Regions from separate parts of the Mus musculus genome. Here all the other regions are linked to region 2. Evidence: chromatin contacts called from public ChIA-PET and HiChIP or PLAC-seq data. All regions are on one chromosome and are shown on one strand. Each heading gives the region's core, a stretch centred on a gene start, on an enhancer-like site or on the middle of the called end of the contact. The rest is flanking DNA. Distances are from core to core; before and after follow the strand shown. Region 1 has its middle 20 kb from the start of Nabp1. Region 2 holds the start of Stat4 (signal transducer and activator of transcription 4). Region 3 holds the start of Nemp2 (nuclear envelope integral membrane protein 2).

The links. ChIA-PET counts read pairs in DNA pulled down with a chosen protein or histone mark. HiChIP or PLAC-seq counts read pairs in DNA pulled down with a chosen protein or histone mark.
Region 1: an H3K27ac HiChIP or PLAC-seq map of embryonic stem cells shows a contact between it and region 2, with 5 times the contacts expected there. The contact joins the enhancer-like site here to the promoter of Stat4 in region 2. A contact is called at or near these places in 1 of 39 promoter capture datasets (embryonic stem cells), 22 of 484 Hi-C or Micro-C datasets (B cells, CD4 T cells, the N1E-115 cell line and 13 more), 7 of 115 datasets of contacts at active chromatin or transcription factors (the 230-238 cell line, cardiomyocytes, effector CD8 T cells and 4 more) and 2 of 9 other capture datasets (embryonic stem cells and macrophages).
Region 3: an RNA polymerase II ChIA-PET map of memory CD8 T cells shows a contact between it and region 2, with 21 read pairs. The contact joins the promoter of Nemp2 here to the promoter of Stat4 in region 2. A contact is called at or near these places in 4 of 484 Hi-C or Micro-C datasets (B cells, CD8 T cells, the HPC-7 cell line and 1 more) and 1 of 115 datasets of contacts at active chromatin or transcription factors (memory CD8 T cells).

Annotation. Positions count from the first base shown.
Region 1 is chr1:51,456,231-51,460,802 of GRCm38.p6, forward strand. No RefSeq gene overlaps it. Among named protein-coding and RNA genes, the nearest start is that of Nabp1, 20 kb to the right of the region's middle. Within about 2 kb of position 2,976, at least 16 of the 459 cell types and tissues checked have an H3K27ac peak or open chromatin away from gene starts, as enhancers often do. A contact at or near this core is called in embryonic stem cells, where this site is marked.
Region 2 is chr1:52,006,127-52,010,297 of GRCm38.p6, forward strand. Stat4 (signal transducer and activator of transcription 4) reads left to right here and starts at 2,114. Exons shown (of 24, transcript NM_011487.5): 1 at 2,114-2,602.
Region 3 is chr1:52,629,212-52,633,248 of GRCm38.p6, forward strand. Nemp2 (nuclear envelope integral membrane protein 2) reads left to right here and starts at 1,494. Exons shown (of 9, transcript NM_001142647.1): 1 at 1,494-1,640. The coding sequence starts at 1,547.

The sequences.
Region 1 (4,572 bases), core at 1,726-4,225, 550 kb before region 2:
AGTGATGGCCGACTAGGCCATCTTTTGATGCATATGCAGCTAGAGACAAGAGCTCCGGGGTACTGGTTAGTTCATATTGTTGTTCCACCTATAGGGTTGCAGTTCCCTTTAGCTCCTTGGGTAATATCTCTAGCTCCTGCATTGGGGGCTGTGTGATCCATCCAATAGCTGACTGTGAGCATCCACTTCTGTGTTTGCTAGGCCCCGGCATAGTCTCACAAGAGAGAGCTATATCTGGGTCCTTTCAGCAAAATTTTGCTAGTGTGTGCAATGGTGTCAGCGTTTGGAAGCTGATTATGGGATGGATCCCTGCATATGGCAATCACTAGATGGTCCATCTTTTTGTCACAGCTCCAAATTTTGTCTCTGTAGCTCCTTAAAAAAAGGTGTAGGAAGCAAAGTGGATCTAGAATGGAAGGAAGGAAGTCATCAGGACAGAACAAGCCAGGTTAAGCAAAGCACACTGGATAGTCAGGGCTGGGTCCTGCGCTTGCAGCAAAGAACTGAGAGCCACTGCTCCAGCACCGGGGTTTATTGCATATTGATTTTGCTTTAGGAGGTGTGTGTGGAAATCACATAAAACAAACTGAAAAGTAATTTTCTTCCCAAACTGCTCTTGAAACATGTCGGAGACTCTTTCAGTGTGTTTTCTTATTTAAAAACATCACTTGGACTCACCATGCTGGAGTCTAAAGGAAACACAAAAGAAAGGGTAAGAAACACAAGCTTAAGTCATGCACAGACAAAACAAGTCAGTGTTCATTCATTTTACATTCATACGAAAATAAAGTTGTGTAAACACATACTGTGTGGAAGGCAGCCATTTGGAGCTCAGGGAGTCGGGGAAACTCAAAAGGTAATATATAAGGTTTATCTTGGACTAGAGGATGTGGGCATGCCGGATCTCTGCAAAGCATTCTTCCAACCCAAATTTTGTGAGCACCCTCTAATTCAGGAGTCCCAGATTCTCCTCTATGTGTGTGGCTCCATCCCTCACTCACTGCCCCCACCTCCAGCTCAGCAATGGCTCTGCTGCTAGCATGGAACCAGCAATGAGCATCCTGGTTGGTAGTGTGCAGGTCTTCAGACCAGTCTTGGGGAGCAGGTAGAATAGAACCTTCTTCCTCTGCTTTGGCCCATCAGTTTCCAGCCCCTTGCCAGATGACTCAGAGCAACTCTAATACGTTGCACTGCTCAGTTCATTTCTGCAGCTGGTTCCTTTCTCAGAGTCCAAGCAGCCTGCAATGTGCGGAGGAATGCTGGGCTGTCGGGTGTTTATAAATCCAGGTCACTTCCAGTTTGCCCTCCCTACTTCCTGTAGGTAAACAAAACTGTGATGTCATAGTTTCCTGCCATCATGGTTTTCTGCTGCTGTGTACCCCCCCCATCATTATAAACTCTCCCCATAAAATCATAAGGTATATAAACTGTCTTCCAGAAGTTGTACTTGGTCATGGGATTTTATTACAGCAACATTTACATTTCATGATTTGCATAGCTGAGCCTATGCTTGTAAAGACCCTGTCACATTTCCATCCTTGCCACTTATGCCTTTTGAGATACTCAGCATCCTTCCTCCCGCATCCATTGATCCCTGCTTCCCCAGCCACTACAATTAACTTCACCATCCCTTTTCCAGCCTCTCCTTGGCTGATCTTATGGAACTACTTTAGTTTTGTAGTGCAATAATAATTTGCTGGATTCCAGTGAGCTATTTTTTTAATTCAATATTTGCATTGTATGGGGTTCTCTAAAGGAAACGAACCAATAGAATACATACACGTTATGAACAAAGATTCACTACATTGGCTCACAAGATATATACCAGGTAATCAAAAAATGTCCATCTTTAGAGCGGAGAGGCTGAGAAGCAGATATCACCTCAGTCCACACATCTGTTTTCTTTCGATATCCCAATCTGGTCTGCAGAAGATTCCTGGAGTCTTGTTGGAATCTGAAGAAGCTGGAGTCTGGTGTCAGTGAAGGATGACAACAGCAGCAGTGACGCACACTGGGTTATTCACCCCTCTCTTAGCTTGTAGACTCAGGAGCATCGGGAGTGTAAAGTTGTCAGCTTCCTGGCACCTCAGCTCCCTGCCAGCAGAGCGTAGGCTCGTTGTCAGAAAATACATTAGCATAGCTAGTAACTGCAAACACGTAACTAGTACTTAGAATAGTCTAGGTATACCTAAACCCACTAAGGAAACTATGTTGTCAGTCCCTTTCAATGTAAGGATTAAGCTTGTGTGGCCTCCTGATGTCAGCCTAAGGCTTTCCAAGAAAGACTTTTCTTTCTGTCCCACAATCAGCCAGGATGCTATCTCCACCTTCCCAGCAGTGGATCCATGTGAGGTTGTTCTAGTTCTCCCCACATTCTAAGCAACCCTAGATTGTTAGATAAAGCTTCGGTGTCCTCCAGAAACATGCCAATTCACATTTTAAGGTGTTATACTTAAAATGAAGAGGAAGGGGAGAATATATTTGAGCCCTTTCTACAGTCCCTCTTTAGTATTTATCATTGCTTGTGTGAATGCTTCTTTCTCTACCTTCATGATTGGTTTGAACCACAGACGTCTTGTTGTTGCATATATAAGTATTTCAATAGAGATGCTAGTTGTTGGTATTAGGACCTCCGAAACCCCTGACATCACATAGGCGAGACTCGAACACCTGTTACCAAGGCAACAACCACCATATTCCCAGAATCCACTTGGCTCACCTCCCACCTTTACGTCATCACCCATATATGAAGAAAGCCCCCCCCCCCCATCTACCCTCCCCCTCTTCCCGCAGCCACCTTGCCCTCTCTCGCCCAATAAACCTCCCGTGGAACTATTTGGTCTGGTGTGGTCCTTCTGAAGCCAAGTCGAAGTCAAGACCGCAACACTAGTTACAAGTTTACTTCTTTTATTACTTTTTCCCCAGGTGGTAAGATGTAAAGCTTCACCAGTAGAGGGCAGCAGAGAGACTGTTGGAGGGAGGGACACTAGTTCTTTGACTGGAAAGGAACTCAGGAGACACAAGATAGTGCTCACCTCCTGGGGAGTGTTGCCAACACTCCAAAGGTTGGTCCCTCAGGTCTAGCTCAGCCAGTTTCCCAGTGTGTTTTACACAGACCCAGTTGGTGCCTTCCAGGCTGCCAGAACCCACCTGCTGAGCCCCAAGCCTGAACCACCTCAATGAACTTCTCTGCCCATCAGCAGACCACAGCACACTCCCCCAGGAGATCTGGACTCAACTCCGGGACTAAGAAAGGGCAGCTGTTGGCTGGGGAGGTGGCGCAGAGGTTAGGAGCGCTTGCTGCCCTTCCAGAGCACACACACTCTGTTCCCAGCACCGGCTGCCCGTGATTCCAGCTCCAAGAATCTGCATGCTGCATTCACACACACGTGACTAGAAATACCCATACACATGAGTCAAAATAAAATTTCTGTGTTTGGAAAGAGTGAGGACCTTCAAAAGATAGAGGACTCCTCTGGACTAATTCCTTCCTCAGCTGTTCCACTTCCATCTTAGAGGAAGACCCACCCTTCTACCTCCTACTCTGCTAGTCTCTGCTTGCCCGGTGTTCATTAATGCCTTATTGCTAACTAGTAAAGCTTGACTTTGAATTTCCCTGTTAAAAGCACGGTGATAGCCATCACTACTAGCACCTTACCAATACAGACAGGAGGCCCAAAGGTTCTCTTACTTTCTCATCTTTCTTAGCACATCAGTGAATCTCAGACCTCCATCCCCCACCCCAGTGGCTGCTGCAGAGATTGAAATATACTTACAAACAACCCAAACTTCAAAATGACACTGTGATCTTTCAGTACCTTCATTTTAATACCCCCACCATGCATAGTTATACTGCTTAAAAGGGAACTGCTATTTGGGGTATGTGTTCTCCCCACTTTTCCCAGAGTTTTTCAGTTCTCAATGTTTCTATGGAGATATCCTCAGGCATAGACTTTTTATTCAGTAACAACAAGTCTACTAAAAGGTCTACCTAGTCAAGGGATGGAGGTAAATATTATCAAAACACATTGTAAGAAATTCTCTAAGAATTAATAAAAGGGACTGGGAGATCCCAGTGAATGAGCTCCTTGTTTTTTATCTAAGATTTCTTTAGGCTGAACCTCCAGCTTTCCATCGATTCCTGAGCAGGCTTTCTCCAGCTGGGCATTAATTCCCATTGAGTTGTCTGTTCCTGAGTTTCCACTCTGGTATGATTTTCTGTGCCTCTCACACCAACTTCAGGGACATTGACTTGCCTTCTGACCTTACTGCTCCTACTGTTTTAGGAAGAATTGCCTTTTCAGTTTATTCGACTTTGTATTCATTGTTCTGATGCAGTGGCAACTCGTACACTTCTCAACGCTATGTAAATAGTTATTATATTTTATTGTCTAGGGAATAATACAAGAAAAAGTCTGTCCATGATCAATTCAGACACACACTCCTCATGGTGCGATGACTTCACAGTTGCAGAACCCACAGATTGAAAGCTGTGCCTATGGAAGGCCAGCCCTACTATGTGCTGAATTGCCAATTTGGTCCACTTAGAAAGTTCCACGTCAACCTTTCCAA
Region 2 (4,171 bases), core at 864-3,363:
ATACATATATATATATATATATATATATATATATATATATATATATATATATATACACACATATATATGTGTGTGTGTGTGTGTGTGTGTGCATGTGTGTGTGTGTGTGTATGAAGGGTTTGATGTGGTCTCAGGTTCTACAATGCAGTTGGTTCCCAAGGAACCAGCACTTACTGAGTGTGTGGTTTCAAACAATAACTTTGGCAGCCAAAAGACTATCATGATGACTGTTTTCCATTTCTATTCTAAGTGATGTCAGTCTGGATTTTCTTCAAATATCTCAAGCAAAATAATGTTATACAACATATTAAATGCTGGAGCAGCTATGAGGATCCAGCTGTGTTCTCAAAACAGACATTAGAGAGACTTAGAGTGTAACTCAGGTCTAGAGAGGTAGTGTAGGCCTGTAATCCCAGCAGAAGGATCAGGAGTTCAAGGTCATATTATACAGTGAGTTTGAGGCTAGCCTGGGCTACTTGAGACTCTGTCTCAAAACAAACCCTAAAGCCACTTTTCTCACTCTACTTTTTTGCTGGAAGACATTTTTGTTGTTTACAAAGCATGTTCATTCTAACATATAATGGGCATATTATTGGAAGCATGAATAGCTTATCTCAGATCTGAATTTTCATAGAGTGAATAGCTGCAAAACTATAATACACAAATATGGGGGTCCTCAACAAGTTTTAAAAAGCAGAGATCTAGAAGTGTCTCAAAGAGAAAGAGAGCATACCCATTTTTGTACATGTACCTGAACAGTTAAATGTAGCGATAAAGACACAAAAAGCCAATGTGATTAACACTCTAAGGCAGGAAGTAAAAGTGGCGAGTAGTGGTCTCCACCTAAGCTGTCCAGAATGGCAGCCACCAGGGCTTTAGACACTGGAAAGAAATCCACTTACACTGCAGAATCTAGGTGTTCAATAGGAAGGAATACAAAGGATCTTAGGTAGCAATTTAAATGTTTTATTATAATTTAATGTTTTATTATAATTTAAATGAAGTATTATTATTTTGTAGATATTAGGTTACTTGTGCTGATTTCACCCATTTTTTTTTTCCACTTTAAATGTGTCTGGGACTAGGGAGATGGTGCAGTGAGTCAAGCACTTACACTCGGGTAAGAGGACATGAATGTGGATCTCCATGATTCATGTAAAGCCAGCTGTGATGGTGCCATGGCAAGATGGGAGACACGGGAACCCCCAGAAGCTTCCAGGCAGTCCAGGCTGGCTAACTCAGTGTCAACAGGAGACCATGTCTCAAACAGGGTTGGAGGCAGGGGCAACACTGGATATTGTTCTCTGATCTCTACTTGGGATCTATGGCATGCCAGCACTCACACATGCTCTGAACATATGCCTATATCCACACACAAATCGAAAGGGAGGGGGGAGAGACAGAGATTAAGAACATGAGGGGGATCAGAAAATGCAAGGAGTGTGTTCTGTTTCTCCCAGACAGCTGGTCAAGAAGAGTAAAGAAATTCAGCGTAAACAAACAAACAAAAACCTACTGTGGGTTTGGGGGCATTGTTACATCTTCACAAAGTCTAGGATTTCACTGTGTGTGGGGTGGCATGGGGGGGGTACCTGGTGAGAAGATGCAGTGGGGGGAACATCAGGAGTGAAAAATGACAGTGCCCAGACTTGTCTGAGTCACAGCCTCAGCTCCTGAGAGGGAGAAAAGTTTCCTGGGTAGGGTGTGAATGGCTTAGTTGTCACTTGGGAGAGAAGAATCCAGGTGGCACACCTGTGTGATGGCTGGTCATTGATATGATACAGGCTTTTGCCTAGGTATACTACCCTAGACACATGTGTATCCAGTCTGCCCATTGCTTTCCACCAGTCTGATTTATTTTGCTGAACTCTGGTAGAATTTTTTTCCTGTTCAAGGCATTAATATCTAAAGGAATCCGCTGGAAGTCAGTGATCCCTGAGAGATGACTGTCTATCTTAGTCCAGTGGCTATGTCTCTGAGTAACTTTGTTCACCTGCCTGGTCCTCAATGTCTTCAGAAAGTGAAATTTAGAACGGAAAGGAACCGAGGTTCCACCCAGCTCTGTGATTCTAGAACAGACCCATGTCATAAAGAGGGGAGCACACAGACTACAGGTACCAAGACAAGGTGGAAGCTGGCCAGAGAGGGCATACACCGAGAACTTTTACACGAGTTGCCACAAACCTGTGTAAGCCTGTCTTCTCACAAGACAGCAGACCCTGCTGTTGGTTGGTGTGTTGATGCTGGCTCCCTAGAAAGGATGGAGTTATGTCTAGGAAAACAGGAATCCCAGTCCTTCAGTGTGTACCTCTTACTCTACACACCTTGGGACAATTTGCATTTGTAAGAGTGGCTACTAGGGATGGGGCGGTGCTCTGCCAAGGGGGCTTCAGCCTGACTTTGTAAAGCGTTTCTAGAATAGAGTGGATAGGAACTGCCTAAAGTCCCAGGGACTCAAACACTGACGCACAGGAAAGCCTCAAGTGGGTGGAGAAATGCAAATCCCCTAGAGGAATGGCGTCAGCGGCTGTGGACCCTGAAGGCCGATTCTGACTTTGGACTTGTGCAGTGCCACTACCTGGACGGAGAGAGAGAGAGCCAGGTAAGCCAGGCAGCCCGCATCTGCGTGTGGCCTCTCCACAATAGGAAACATCTAGGCAGGATTCTTGGGGCGTCTTTCTACAATTGGTATTAACACGACTGGGGAGGAAGGGATGCCTATAAAAAGAAGGGTCCTACTCATTACACTCAGATCACTCAGAAAAAAAGTCTTCCAAAGACTTAAATGGAGATCTGGCTCCGGATCTTTACTGAAGGAGGGAGAAGTCGAGGCATCTCCGTGAAGCGGAGGGGTGGGTTGGGGGCTGTGCTGCTGCGGAGGTGTGTCAGCTAAGGGCTGGAAGACAGCCCTAATTTTCTTTAGCCAACGGAGGGCTGTGATATCTGACCCGAGATTGGCACATCTGGGTTTCAGGGAAACACCATCCCGCTAGGGTAGCCGGTGATTGTGGCTTTGAGAAGTGTGAGTGATGCTTAAAGTAGGTCGTCCCTTTGCAAAGAGGTCAAAGAGTCAACAGCACTGCTAGCACCCGGGAAATGGGCCTGAATGCAGGAATACCAGGAGGGAGCCGGCAGGCATCCAGGTTTTAGATGGAAAGTACTTGTCCTGAGACAGGACAATGAGCCCCTAGAGAGTGAAAACAAAGACACCCGCTGGAGGTCTGAACACCAAACAACAGCGACAACACCAGAACAAACCACCACCCCCCCCACCCCCAAAAAAAAACCCAACAAAAAACCTCGCTTTAATTTCTTAAAGTTTTAGAAAAGTAATTTTAAAAGGAACTTATCAAATCCACTCTCATTCGCTACCCTCCAGATCTTCTCCTTTTCTCCCTAGGGTATTTATTCCCTCTCAACTTTATGTGCTGGTTTGCTTGTTTGTTTATTTGTTTGGTTGGTTGATTCACGTAGTGATGCCTGCATGTGCATGGATGATGATGTGGGATTGGACGCAGACCCTGAACCATCAATTGCCAATAACTCCTCAGCCAGGGGTGGGACTTCCTGAGCTCCAAACGAGGTCTGAAGGTTTTCCTCTTTAGGGTACGCCAGGGAGAAAAGGGTCCTTCTGCACCTTGCTTCAGCCTTGGTTTGCAAGAGTGACTTATCTGAGTGATTTGACTGTAAGATAATAAAATTACCCTGCATTCAAATAACAAAATAGAAACAACAGAAACAGTGAAAGCGGCGACCCTGTCTTCAGCTCCTGACCTCCTGATGCCACTGGTAGAAGAGAATGCTCCAGTTCTGTTCCCAGACCTGGGAAGTTTGTCAGAGCTGCACGTTGTGGGCAGGATTCTCAATCCCTCTTTGGCGCTTGATTGTTTGTAAAGCCCAAGGTGCTTGCTATTCTCCCACCTATTCAGGGGCCCATCAGGAGGCCCAAATAAGCTTTCTTAAATTATTTACTTTACTAAGCACTCACAACATACCTGCAATGGCCAGCCATGAGGGCTCATAAACATAAAGTCATATACAAGTTCAAGATAGCTTCTCTCCCTATCTACATTTTTCTGAGAGAAGCACAACTTTTATTATTTTATTTATTGATTGACTTATATTTATACATTAGTATAGTTTATAACATTTAGTTATAAAGTTAGCTCAA
Region 3 (4,037 bases), core at 244-2,743, 620 kb after region 2:
CAAAAAGTTGCTTTGCAAGAGGCATACCAAGGGGATCCAGGGAAAAAAAATGATAAAGGACAGATTCCAATAATGAAGGTTTATTTTTAAAAATCAGCCCCTAATAATTTCCTTAAAAAAAAAAACTCTGAGCTTTTACAGCCACATACTAGGTATACACATATACGGGGCATTTGGTGAAAGCCTCCTTTAGATAACTCAGAGACATTCTTTCCTATTTAGACCATTAAAAAAAATTGAAGCTGAGTTATTAAAAAAAAAAGATTTCTATTATATCGAGCTTAGTGCTGTTAGTGGAAGACTGGAATTAGAGAAAAGAACACAACTTCTTACTCTAGCTTTGTGTGTGTGGTGGGGCAGGGATGGGGATCAGAGGAAGGTTAAATTAGGTCTCATGTAGCCAGACTAGCCTTGGATCCCCTATGCCACTTAGGCTCACCTTACCCATCATTAACTCTGTTTCTCAAATGGTGGGATTACAGTCCACTACCACCACACTCTTCTGCCCTACTTCAAGTATGAAATAGTAAGTCACACTGAAAGGTTTCCAGAGACCAAAGAAGGCTTGCTCTTAACACAGAATTATCCTGATCATCAATAAACCATAGGGCTCAGAAACTGTGAGTCTCTTTCTAGGACAGACTATTCTCTTGTGGTTGGTGGTGGCTTTCTCTGCTCCCCAGAGTGGTTTACTGTGCAGCATTCCAGTTTCTTGGAGTCTTCTGTCTCAATAGGCTGACTTTAGAGAGCTATCATCTCTGCCAGGTTGGTTATGTTTAGAACACTCACTATATCTTTGAATTTTTAAAAATACAATCTCATTTTTAAAAGAAGGCTTATTTTTTAATTTAAGTGTATGGGTGTTTAGCTTGTGTGTATGTCTGTGTACCATATGTCTGCAGAATTCAGAAGAGGGCAGTTGATTCCATGAAACTGTAGTTACATATGTTTGGGGCTGCTGCCATGTGCACGCTGGGAAACATGGGTTCTCTGGAAGAGCGATAAGTGTTCCTAAGCACTGGACCATCTCTCCAGCCTCCAGATCTCTATTAAAGTAACACTTTATTAATAGTGAACTTATATAACCCTTTTGGGTTTTTTTTTTTTTTTTGAAAGATACTGTGTTCATGAGCTTAGACACAAATTATTTAAGCACCAAATTTCTCAACTTGTTGCTTAAAAAAAAAAAAAGGAAGAGGTGAAAGGAGGGACAAACAAACAAACAAGTCAGGCTTTTGTCTAAGTGGGGCTTGCTGGTCTTATTTCTGAGAGGGTGCATGTGAAGAGCCTGCCTTTCTGAGTGGCCCGCACCAGTGCTCTGAGAACCCTGCGCGGGGCTCCGGCGTGTTTTAAACTGCCCGCCAACTCTGCAAGCTGGCCCAGGAGCAAGAATCGGGAAGGCAGGTGATCGCCCCCTGGAGGCCACTGGGAGAGCCGCTCGGCGGACCGCGGAAGGGCGGGGCCGCAGCCGGCTCCGCCCCTGCAATCCCCTCCCTCCGCTTTCCCGCTCTTGGTCCGCTGCGCCACTTCCGCCGCTCTGGCCGCGATGCTGCCTAGGTTGTGGTGGCTGGTGCTCTGGCTGCAGCCCCTGGCTACACTGCCAGCGAGCGCGGTGCACGACGAGGAGGCAGCGATGTCAGGTAACCCCGGCTCCGGGCGGGGGGGCCTCCTTTCGGCGCCGCAGGGTCACGCGCGGCCGCGGCCAGGCCCCGCCCCTGTCTGCGGGCATCGGATACTTCAGTGTTTTGGTTTGTTCAGGATCACACCGCTGGACAACCGCACAGCTGGCCCTTTGTCTGCAGTTTATGTCTGAAACCTTATTTTATCTGTCTTCAGAAATCTCAGGAAACTCAAGGCTAGAGAAGGATAGAAGCTTCAGAAAGGAACCGAAATTCTGTTTCTGATTGGCTGCTGTGACCTGGGTAGCTGGTCATATGCAAAATACTGCTGATGCTCCAGCATTGAACCAGGTGCACAGGAAGTCTCAGTGAGCTACTCAGACTGTTTGGGGTGCTTAAGATTCTGGCTCAGAAAGCTGTAGCAGCAAAACGCAGTCTCCACGAGTTTAACATTTATTTCTACCATTCACTACATCCTTCAAAAGATTGCTTGTTTGTATTCTTCATTACATGGTCACTTACAGACTCAAGGGAGGCTGTCAAGATACAGACTTTCAATTGGATAATATTCCGACACCGACAAAGTTAGTAGGGTGTCTAAGACTGAAAGAGAGAATGGATGTTCAGTAAGCAGTTATTAGCTTCTGTCACACCTTGTGCCCATACTGGTATCTTGCAGTGAGTTACACCTTAGGGGACGGTCTGTGGTCAGCTTTTCATTGAACAGGAATGTGTTAATTAACTATTTTGTGCTATGCAGGGCTGATTTGCTCTAACTGCATTGTCTTATACTGATTATTCATATATGCCCATTTTACATGCTAGAGAACAAAGAATTGGTAGTAAATATAATAGGTACTTGTGAAAATATAAAACAGTTTGAGGAGGAGGGCTCCTGGGCGTGGCAGCAGAGGGGTAGAAGTAGTTATATAGATTCAGAATCTTGGGCTCTAGTGCAGTTGTTGATTTAACCTGTAGGTGTCGTATTCTCCAGGGCACACAGGTATTATTTCTGCTCCTTTTATTTGCTTCAAGGAACTCAGTTTTTCAAGTTTTGCTGCTGTATGGGTCACCATATAGCCCTAGCAGATCTGGAGATTTTTACATAGACCAGGCTGGCCTTGGCTGTACAACATTCCTGCCTCTACCTCCCAGGTGAAGGGTTTTCAGAGCTGTACTGTTGCGCCTAGCTTAATAGTCCTCAGTTGTGTTAAAGACGCATGTAAATGTTCACCAGGACTTTCTTTCTGAGAAGTGTAAGATACCCAGGAGATGATAAAATTCCAGTTCACAGCTGAAAAGAAAATGGCAACTTCTGTCTTGCCATTCCAGATATTCCTTACGTTCACATAGGAGGGGATCACTGTCCTGCAGTGTTGAGTGACACCTTGGGAACCCTTGGTTGGCTAGGTCTAAGAACTGCTGCTACTGTAAAAGCTATGGTCTTATGAGGGGCCTGTGATGAGACAGCTAGACAATAATCTCTCTCACCCACAGGGAATGTATTTTTTAAAAAAGCACTGCAGTACCGAACCTTACATGCCCCCCCCCACCCAGTGTGTGTGTGTGTGTGTGTGTGTGTGTACATTACATATCACAGCAAGAGATTTATAATTATAAATCAGAGCAAGAGATAGTTATTACAATTCATTACAATAAAATATTGTGGAAAAATTATTTGAACTTACATATTTCTACTTTGAAAGATTTTTTTCATTTAATATTTTCAGACCTTGGTTGAACACAAAAACTTGAAGCCTCAGCAAGTGAAATTGAGTGTAATGGAAGACTGGGGGGGTGGGGGTGGGTTGCCTCTGATGACGTCTAAGACCCTTTCCAACTCTGAGAATCTGCTTTGGGTACTTACACGCTGCCATGGCACGAAGAACATCCATTCCAAGGCCAGCCCTCTGATACCCTATTTGTAGAAAAGGCAGACGCTTGTCATAGAAGAGAAACGGCAAGTCAAGCATGACTCTTAATTTGAAACCAGTAGGTCAGATCCACGAACACTGCTTCCCTTCACATGAGGCTCTGGAATGACGTCCCATGCTTCCACTCCAACAAGAGGTCATTTGAAGTTCCTCTGTGGCAAAAGAAAATGTCTAAAGGTAGAATCCGACCTGTATGTGTGTTAGTTAGGATGTGCTAATTTCAGTTCCATTCTCATGACACTGGAGAAAGAAAAATTAAGTTTTATATTCAGGTTAAAAACAACAAACTGGTACTGGTACAAGAGACATGTTACTTATGTAGTTTACATCTTTGAAAAATGTGAATTAAACTAAATACCAAGAAAGATAGCAACTGCATCTGGACCCATTCATTATCCTTGAACTCCCACAAGGAAGAAGGAACCAGTTTAATGAAGCCAGTGGCAGCGTTTACTGTATTCTGGTTCTGGTCACATTAGAGGAT